Linked DNA regions of Hordeum vulgare: region 1 is linked to region 2. Evidence: chromatin contacts called from public Hi-C data. All regions are on one chromosome and are shown on one strand. Each heading gives the region's core, a stretch centred on a gene start, on an enhancer-like site or on the middle of the called end of the contact. The rest is flanking DNA. Distances are from core to core; before and after follow the strand shown. Region 1 holds the start of LOC123447844 (RNA-binding protein pno1). Region 2 has its middle 5.8 kb from the start of LOC123451173.

Region 1 (5,417 bases), core at 2,675-5,174, 690 kb before region 2:
GAAACAATCAATTTCACATATTTGAAATAACACATTTCACATGTTTTCCAAACTAATTTAAATTATTTCACTCAAAAAGAGTACTTTCAATCATTAACTTGATTTAAAAAAATAATAGAAACAAGATGATCTCATTTTAATTTTAAATATATTCCAATTATCTCAAAAAATAAATTACCTCATTAAACAATCACACATTTAAAAAAGGATTTGACTTCATTCAAAAAATAGGCATTAATTATTAAATAAATCACGAGAAGTGTTCAATTTTAGAACATGCATTTTACAAATCATGTTAAAGTTAAACACAAAGAGGATTCACAAACACAATGAAATCTACTTTATATAACTGAAAATTTTCAGTTTTATATGTTTGAAGTAACCAATTTCAGACTTTAACACAATTAGTTCCACATGTTTGAAATAACCCATCCCACATATTCAAAAGTAATATATATATTTTTGAATGAATGAAATCAGATTTCTTTAAATGAAAAAAAACATGTTTCATATGTTTCAAAATTTTATGTTTTTAATCATATAGGAAAATCACTCGATTAAAAAAATGGATACAACTGCTTTTAACTATCCTATTTATTTCAAAACACCAATTTCACTCACTCAAAAATAAATCCACTATAAAAAAACAATTTCACTCATATCATAATGCCGATTTCACTCATTCAAAAAAAGCATTTTACTCATTTAAAAAAACCTAATTTCATCCATTTCAAAAACTCAATTTTACTCATTTAAAATAGCATATTTCACTGAAACATATGCTCATTGAGACGTTGATATTTAACCAATCAATTTCACACACCAAATAGATTGGGTGAAATAAGTGGGTTGAAAGGCTGAAATTCAAACATGTGTGAAAATTATCCAAGATTGATTTTATTTTAAAATCTTGGCGCTAGGGGTTCAAATATATATAAATCAAAAAATAAATTATAGTTTAGAAGATATGAATGATTGAAATTGTCATAACCCTTGCCGCTAGAAACAATCTTCGGTTCATAGGCACCATGGCATGAAGCACCGGCCTTGTGGAGCATAGTAGGAGTAGCAATCTTCCTTCGGTTTGGCCGTTGCCATGAGTAGTTCATATATGCAATTTATCTAAAAACTGAATTTCTAAAAGAATTCACATCCTGGCACAATTCCTTTTATCCAAACATCAGGTTACAAGCATGTGGCAATCAGACACATTAATCAGAGCGACTCATGAGAAACCCAACACGCGGACATAGGGAGGCATCTCTCTTGTTCAAGCTCTCGTGCTCTGGTGCAACGTGTCCACCGTTCTATATTAAGAAAATGCGTTAGGAGAGAGAGGTGTTAAAACAAACAAACGAAACCATATTTAGAAGTTCTAGAAATTTTTGAAATTATGCCAAATGTATATAAAGGTATGGTTGACATCATGGTAATTTTTTTTTTGTGAATATTCATCTGTGGGTTGCAAAAGTTTTTTTTTCTGGCAATCTATAATAGTGAATAGTACAACACTATATACATCCAGGTTTTTTTTTGTCCCTCAAACAAAGATACTTATCTATGAAATTTCACATGTACGTAGCGCGAGTATATATATATCTGTCAAAAAAAGTTCTATTTTTCTTTAAACTTCAAGATGGGTTATTTGATTTCTATTTTTAGAAACAGGCCCCAAAGACATGCGCTCATTTAACAATACTTGAGGGTTGTGTTTGATACTACAACGCAGGAGAATCACCAACCTTGACTAAAAGCATCAAGCAGCGACAAGTACGAACCAAGGCGAAGTGAACCAAAAAAAAAACACCCACAAAATTAAAGCCAACTCAACACAGGTAAAATACATAATGGAGCAACCGAGTGTGATATCCTGCCATACAAAAAGAGAGAATCAACTCACAAAAAAATGGCGCGGCAAGACAAGCATCACCCTCTAGTACAGTATACATTCACACTTGAAGAAAAAGAGACAACACAACTTACACAGAAGTATTTGCATATAGATATAGCAGTCGAAGCAAATATATAAGATATAATAGCACATCATTTTCTCAAGGAAAAGCCGATAACAGAACACAATGAATATCACTACAGATCTCTGGGCACTTAAAAGTTGTTTTTCATATAAGACATTTCATAGCACGGGGACAAAATCTGCAGATACAACAACTTACGAGGCCAAAACCGCAACTACATAATGTGACCCAGACTCAACTAATACCTTTCTGCCAACCTAGCAGATACAGCCCTAAGCTTAGAATAGACCTTGCCGGCAGGAGAACCTAAGATAAGACTACAGAGTGAATCCCTGGCAACCTTGATGTTAACAAAAGAGCCAAGTATGTGGATCTTCGTATCAGCGATAACTATGCGAGTCCTGGTAGAGTTCTCGATGGCATATTTGGTCTTGCCTCCTTTCCCCGATAGGCGGCCAATGGCACGCGACAGATGCTCCCCCCGAAGTGTCTTCACATCCTTGATCTCAAAGGAATCCACATACAGGTCATCAAGACGAAGCAAGGCAACGCCATCAGCAATGTCAAATCCAAGCATAAAAGCATGCACAAAGTCCGCACACTTCTGAAGGTTGCTCACATCTGGTGTATCATGCCTTGTTTTCAACTCAACCCTTTTTGCCTGTGAAAAACAAAATATGCTAATGAATTTGCAGCAAAGGAGACAGCCAAATGCTGAACATTCAGATATATCTGACAAGTTTTCCCTCCATTAACAAGCACTGAAAGTACTCCTTGACACCCCAAAACCATGAGAGAACCCACCAGCCACAAGGCAAATGGCAAACCAATTGAGTCACGTGTATATGTATTCTACTAGAAGAACACTATGCTTTCCACAAAAATAAGGTTGATCAGGTCAAGTGCACAGTTAGTGGCAATAATTCGTATCAGTTGCTTCATCATGATGAACTGAAATAAATAGGTATATGCAAATAATCAGTATAGCCAGCAAATGTTTACTTGCTTCAATACATACTGCTAGCCGTTTATCCAATCGATAGGATTCATGAAGAAGCCTCTAACCAAAGCTACAAGAAGCCCCCAATGAAAACGAATGGCTGTCTAACCGATGAGCGGAAAATCTAATGTGCGGTTTGACTGTTGAGACAGAAGTTTCCCTGGAAACAAAAACACTGAACATTGAAGTTTGAAAAAAATAATCTGTTTTATCACCATAACTATCATGATACCTCCTATTCCCAGGTCAACTGCACTGGAAATTAAAACACTGAACACTGAAGTTTGAAAACAGACTATGTTTTACCATGATACAAGTTCTAGTATACTGAATTGAAGGAACAGGACATGCATCAGGTGTATTTTTGATCTGAATGTTCAACCACAGGTGCTATGAGCTAGTGTAAATTTGGTCCATACTACACAAGTGCTTGAACCAAACCGTACAAGAAAGATCATCAACAACTGACCAACGATTTTCTACATAATTACACACCGATTGGCGCGTTTTAAATGACAGGGAGGCAACACGGGTCAGACGGCTTCGGAGTTCCTCTTACTATTCAGAAGAAATTGCAACGAGGCAATAGAAAACTGAGCCGGGTTACCAACCTTGAGGTTCATGCGGATGTCGACCTTCATGTGCTCGTAGACAGGGGTGTAGATATCCAACCACGCCTTCTTCAGCGGCGCAAAGCGGTGCGGCGGCACCTGGACCTTGCGGTACTGTGGCCGCCCGCCGCTCATCTCGCTTGGCATCAGAGCGTCGAACCGCGGCTTCTCCACGCCGCCGGCCGCGTCCACCGCCATGGCGGCAGAGGAAGACTTGCCTGCCGTCGCAGCGATCGGAGCTTTGTCGACTTCCATCTGGCGGCGGCGGCGGCGGCGGCGAGGGTGGGATGGCGCGGGATGCGAGGCTAGCTAGGGTTTTGGGACCGAGAGGAGTGGAATGGCCACGACTTTGGGCTATATAGAAGGATAATTTTGGGCCAGCAAAAAGACGATGGTCTGGTTCGGGAGATTCCGGATGGATTGTTCTAGGGCCCAACTTCTATTTGGCACACACCCCCCCTCTTCGATCGGTTTTTATGCAAGGCCGGCCGGTTTTTCTCGTTTACTGGGTTTTCTGGATGGTTTTTGTTCTGTTTCCTGTTTTTTTTTTTTTTTTTTTTTTTGCATTTTTCTTTTTCCTTTTTTAAATGCGCGAACATTTTTCTAATTTAATAAATCTCTTCAAATCTGTGGTTTTCTTCGATGAGCTTTCTTCAAACCCCCGATCTTTTTTTCCTAATCCATAAAACAAAATTAAAATTCGTGTAACATGTAAAAAATGATGAACTTTCTTTTCAAAGTATGTGAAGTTTCTTCAAAATCCGTGAACTTTATTTTTCCCAAATCAATGAACTTTTGTGACATCTGCAAACTTTTGAGTTCGTGTACCTTTTTCAAATCCGTAAAAAGAAAATCCCGTGAACTTTTTATTGAACCCTTAAACCTTTTCGTGTTTGTGAACTCTTTTGAAATCCCCCCAAAAAAATTGAATTCCGCAAACTTTGAACATGTGAACTTTTTTGAGTTCATGAACTTGTTTCAAATCCATGAACTTTTTTTTATACTGTGAATTTTTTTCAAATTCATGATCATTATTTAAAAAAAAATCAAATGTTTGATCGGTGGTCAATTATCAACTGTCCAGGTCAACTATCAACCTTGATCAAGCGACCAGGGGAGCAACTAGCTAGCGAGCGTTTTTTCGGGAGCCTTTCAGCGATTGCTCCCGCGCGCCGCCACTTGGCGCGTTTCCAGCCGCCGCCACGTGTCGCGTTTTGAGCGTTTTCTTCACATTTTTTTTATTTTTCACACGCGTTTTCGCCTTTTTGGGTGGTTTTTTCCGATTTTTTTGGGTGTTATGGTTTTTCACCGGTCTTTCGTAACTTTTGGACGAAAAAAATCAAGCTTTTTTAGGAAAAAATGTGTTTTCTTTTTTTTTAATGCGAAAAACTCATTTTCTGTTTTTTTTGCAAGAGACACGGTTTTGCCTTCGCGAGAGGCACATCCGTGCCTCTTGGAAAGGGAAAAAACGCATTTTCATTTTTCGCGAGAGGCACGGTTTTGCTTTCACGAAAGACACGATTTTGCCTTTGCGAGAGGCACGCCTGTGCCTTTCGAAAAGAAAAAAAATGTGTTTTTTGTTTTTTTTCGAAAGACACGGTTTTGCTTGCGCGAAAAGGCACTATTTTTCCTTCGTAAGAGGCACGCCACCGAAAGGGAAAAAACGTGTTTTTTTGCAAGAGGCACGGTTTTTGCTTTCGCGAAAGACACAGTTTTTGCCTTTGTGAGAGGCTCGCCCGTGCCTCTACCGAAAAGGGGAAAACGCGTTTTCTGCTCTCTCTTTTTACGTGAGAGGCACGATTTTGCCTTCGCGAGAGGCACGACCCGTGC
Region 2 (5,113 bases), core at 1,060-3,559:
TCGTGCCACCGCTGGCCCCATCGTCCCCCGCGAAGGATGAGCCAAGGTGGCTGGTCCTGAGGCCTGAGCTGTACGTGTGGGACATGGTGGTGCGCGAGTGGGTCAGCGCACCACCCGTATGGTTGGGTTCGACGCCGGAGCAGGAGGCGGCCTACCTGGAGTACTGGCGGCAATGACGGGTGGCGAGAGAGTGAGCAGGGGCTCGGCGGATGGAGCGCGAGGCCGAAGCTGAGGAGGAGGCGCGACGTGGTGCCTAGCAAGCGCCGGTGCAGCCACCGGCGAACGGCGTCGCCGCCGCCTGGGAGACGGCCTTCCCGTGGGCTGACCCGGCGTCGACGTTGGTCGACCTCACCGACCCCGACGACGACAACGAGGAGGATGCCTTGGGCAACGTCCCTCCTTGTTTTTTGTTTATTAAAATTTCTGTTTAATTTAATGTGGACTCATGAAACTATCGTCGGCCTTTCAGACCGGCAATATTGTTTAATTAATTATTTTTATATTTTCAAAAAATATATTATGTTTTTTCACGCCACCTAAAAATGGGTCATGGTCGGGTTGGGCGCAAGCGCCGATCCAATTACAAAAGTGAACATGAATGTCTGCCGGACCGACCCAAATGAGCAAAATGCGGACAAAGTATGCGTTCATTTGGGTCACGCGCTTAGAGTTGCTCTAAATGCCTTTATCCCTTTTATAAGTAAACCTTAAGTTTATTTTGACTGCCATTGTGATTGTTGACATGTTTCGTGTCTTCGAACTATGTGTAAATTTTCAAAGAAGAGACAGCGTGTGTGATTTTGAAAACACATAGCTGTAGTACATGAATGTCAAATGATTAAGCTCTTCTGTACGAGGGAGGCGTTTCGGAGCTCGGACTCATATGCTTCCCATAAACAGTACACAATCTGCTTTTCTTTACAATGGACATGTTCGTGTATTTGAACTATGTGCATGCTTTTGTGAATAAAAGACATGTGTACTGGGTTGGAAAAAAACACTGCTAAAAATCATGCAATTTTTTCATGAAACATACGTGTTCATTAAAATACTTATATCTTTTTTACTTTCTCCCTATTAAACAGTTCATGCTGGAGCGAAAAAGGCAAGCTCAATTTTGAATTTCCGTCTATTCCGCATCCTGTTTGAGAGGAGAAGAGCATAAGCATTGTTAAACTCGGGACCTCCTAGTGGACACATTTTGCGTCCAATAGTAATGGCTTCGTGCAGGAGGGATGAAGCGACTATGCCGGCCAGTTATCCGGCTCCATTTTTTTCTCTTCTTTCTTATTTTCTTTCATGTTTCTCTTTCTCTTTTTCCTAAAGGTTATATTTTTGTTTTTATAAATTTATGAAACTTAGACAGCCTTTGTATTTACGAATAAAATTTATAAATGCAAATCTTTTTGACTCTTTGAAGAATTTATAAGAACACAAATAAATTTGAAAACAGGAGCATTTTAAAAAACTTATAGCAATTATTTTTAGAAAAGAACATTTTTTGAAATTTGTAAATATTTTTTAAATCGGAAACATTTTTTCAACTTATGTACACTTTTTGAAACATGAACATTTTTTGAATAGTCTAACATTTTTTAGAAAATGAAGAACATTTTTCAAATGCTGGAATATTTATTCAAATTCCGGAATATGTTTTCACATTCTGGAACATTTTTTCAAATTCCGTATTTTTTTTAAAAAAATCCGAAACATTTTGATAAAAACTTCCAGAACATTTTTATAAATTCCAGAACGTTTTTTCAAACTCCAGAACATTTTTTTAAAGTTCCAGAACATTTTTTCAAATTCCAGCAATATTTTGAAATCCTGGACAATTTTTTTCGAATTTCGAATCTTTTTTTGAAAAATCTGAAACATTTTGATAAAAATTCCAGAACACTTTTTGAAAATCTGAAACATTTTTTCAAAATACCGGAACATTTCTTAACATTACGGAATAGTTTTTAAATTTCCGGAAGATTTTTCAAATTCCCGAACATACTTTTTTAAATTCCGGAAAATTCTTTCAAATTCTAGGATATTTTTTCAAATTCTGGAACAATTATTGAAATTCTGGAACATTTTTTGAAATTCCAGAGCATTTTTGGAACAGAAACAGAAAATAAAAAATAAAACGAAAAAAAGAAAAACTGGTTTAGAGAATCTTCTAGAAAGTTCTCAAAATCGGAAAAAACCTGCTGGGAAAGTGTAGAAGGTTCCCAAAACCGGCATCCCCCAACTGTTAATGGGCCGGCCCAGATTATCTTTGCTCGCTTTCTTTCTATGTGAAGCCGCGGTAATTTGACGCAACGCGCGGCAAATAGGGTTTTCGTTTAAACTCTGCACTGAAATGAACCGGGGCGTGTGGTCTCTGCTAGAATAGGTTTGGCCAATTTATAAATTCTGAAATCTCAAATAAACCTATAAATAAAATGGTAAATGATGTTGTGGTGGTGTTAAAATTTAATACGATACCGTTAATTAAGAAAGAATTGGATCTTTTATATAATGGGTTCTCTTCACCACTCTAAGTGCGTGTTTAAAAGAAAAAAAGGAAAGACCACACACACGCTTGCTCGCCTCGTTTGGACGGCGCGTACGTGTGACATGCGTGTGAATGATCCACCGAAATCCAGTCTGTTGCCTCTCAGGCGTGTGGCTTTCTTTTTTCCATTTTTATTTTTTATGTCTTGACAGACAAGTTAATTATTTCTTGTCCGGTAAGTATATAACTTAAAAACTAAGGCCCTGTTTGGAACCACAATAGATTATGATAATTTAAATTATAAAGGTAGATTATATAATCTGGTTTATAAAAATAATCCAGGTGAACATGTTTGGAGGCCAGATTATATAAACTGTAATCCAGGTTTTACATTGCATAATGACCTGTCCGCCCTCTGATTTATTTTAAAAAAGAGGAGGGTGACACTGGTAGGAATGTAATTATCTCCAACTTTACATGGGTAATGGGTCATTAGCAATCTATAATCTGATTTTAGCTGGTGTAGAGTAGATTATGAGTTTTTAATAATCTGTCTATCTAGTTTTTATAATCTACATCATAACCTATCATGTTTGGAGACATAATAGATTATAAAAACTGGATTATATAATCTAGGTGGTTCCAAACAGGGCCTAAGTCGGTCTGAGATCGTGATCGCGACACTATACCACCTTTGGTCCTCCTATATATACTGTTTACCGGCCTCGGCCAAGCACACACCAAAAATACCTATGGTTTTGCCTTATCTGGCAACTTGCGCCACAATCGTAGCCTACCTCATCTCGAACGTCGGCGTGCAGGAGAGCAGGTCTCCAGAACCGTCGTCCTTGTGATCCTGTATCGGGAGAGAACGAATTAGGTTTTTGGAAAAGGCTCTGTGCGACTGTTCAAATTCGTCATCACGGGTCGTCTACCGTCCAAGTCGGACGGTGCTACTCATCAGCGTCTCCATCATCGTCAACAACTGATAGTCGCCATCATCATCATCAACATCGTCGCTCTTACAACGACTAACGAACAGTACGTCCTTCGTGATATGTTCATGTCTTTCTCTGTGTTAAATTGTGATCCAAGTTCTACCGTATTGGACTAGACGTAGTACAAACGGTGTGGGCCTTTGCGTTGGTACCAACGCGTACGAGTACAACTCGTCTACTTGTCCTCCAAGGACTCTTATGTATTGCCCCTCATATATACTCCATGTAGTCATATCTAAAGACGGCATGTCGTCTCGTGCTTGTAATACTCCTCATAGTGATTGCGCCTTCGTGCGTCCGTGGTTTTCTCCCGCAAGGGTTTTCACGTAAAAATCCGTGTCTCTCGTGTCTCGTTGATCTCGTTTTATCTAACAAGTGGTATACAAAGCTGAGGTTTTACAGATACGAGATTTGTTTGAGACGAGAAATTAGGATTGTGTCTGGCCGCCGGACGCGACCTAGCGATCGATCCGAAGCCGGATCGATTTAGAAGCCGAGTTCGACTACTGATGCTATCGCCGTTCGCTGCGTCATAAGCAGAGCCGCTGCAGCCGCAAGAAGCCAAGGCTGTCGCTGTTCCTCGACCCGATCCGGTATTCGCTCGCCAGGAGCACCTCGCGCCTCGAGGGCTCGGTTCAATCGCCGCCTCGTCTCATCCATCAAGCGCTACAGTGCCGCTGTTGACGCTGTTGACGCAAGTTGCTGCTGCTGTCCACGTGAAGCCAGATTCGTTCGCCGCTGTTACTCTGCTGTCCAGATTTGTTCACTGTTCGTCACGTGAAGCTACTAAGTGCAGACTTGTTCAAGCAACTAGTACTTTGATCAGCCAGATACTAGTACTAGTATACGCCTGGTCAACTGCTACGATTACCAGATTTATCTACTCATGGCATCCATGAAGTACGGTCTTCCGCTGCTGGACCGTGACACAAGGTTTACCCTATGGCAAGTCAAGATGCGGGCGTTGTTGGCGTAAGCCGACTATGATGATGCACTGGATAGTTTTGGAAAGAATAGAATTGAAGATTGGACTGCTGATGAGAAAAGAAGGGATCGTAAGGCTTTGTCACAAATTCAACTTCATTTGCATAATAATATTTTACAGGAAGTTTTGAGCGAGAAAACTGCCGCCGCTCTATGGTTAAAGCTGGAAGGAATTTGCATGACAAAAGATTTTCACCAGCAAGATGCATCTGAAGCAAAAATTATTCATGCACATGTTACCCGAGGGAGGTAATGTTTTGACTCATATTTCAGAATTTAAAGAGATCATATCCGATCTAGCTGCAATGGAGGTTACGTATGATGAAGAAGATACTCCTTTAATGTTACTTTGTTCTCTGCCAAGTTCTTATATCAATTTTCGAGACACCATATTATATAGTCGTGATACTCTCACGCTTAATGAAGTTTATGAAGCTTTGAACTCTAAGGAGAAGATGAAATTAATGGTGCCTCATGATGGTTCGAGTTCATCCCAAGCCGAGGGATTATCTGTTCGTGGCAGGACAAAGGAGAAGAACTCACATAATGGAAACCGTGGCAAAAGTAAGAACGGCCAGAGGGGCCGGTCGCAACCCAGAGACAAGAAGCAGTCTTGCAGGTATTGCAAGAGAGACGGGCATGACAT

Evidence for each region. A called contact is a pair of places that touch in the nucleus more often than the background predicts.
Region 1: a Hi-C map of leaf shows a contact between it and region 2, with 7 times the contacts expected there. The contact joins the promoter of LOC123447844 here to the enhancer-like site in region 2. A contact is called at or near these places in 2 of 6 Hi-C or Micro-C datasets (leaf and seedling) and 1 of 1 datasets of contacts at active chromatin or transcription factors (embryo).

The regions. Positions count from the first base shown.
Region 1 is chr4H:52,821,999-52,827,415 of MorexV3_pseudomolecules_assembly, reverse strand. It overlaps LOC123447844 (RNA-binding protein pno1), which reads right to left and starts at 3,924. Exons shown (of 2, transcript XM_045124539.1): 1 at 3,588-3,924; 2 at 2,100-2,637. The coding sequence starts at 3,842. The coding sequence ends at 2,215.
Region 2 is chr4H:52,128,522-52,133,634 of MorexV3_pseudomolecules_assembly, reverse strand. No RefSeq gene overlaps it. Among protein-coding and RNA genes, the nearest start is that of LOC123451173, 5.8 kb to the right of the region's middle. Within about 2 kb of position 2,309, at least 2 of the 3 cell types and tissues checked have open chromatin away from gene starts, as enhancers often do. A contact at or near this core is called in leaf, where this site is marked.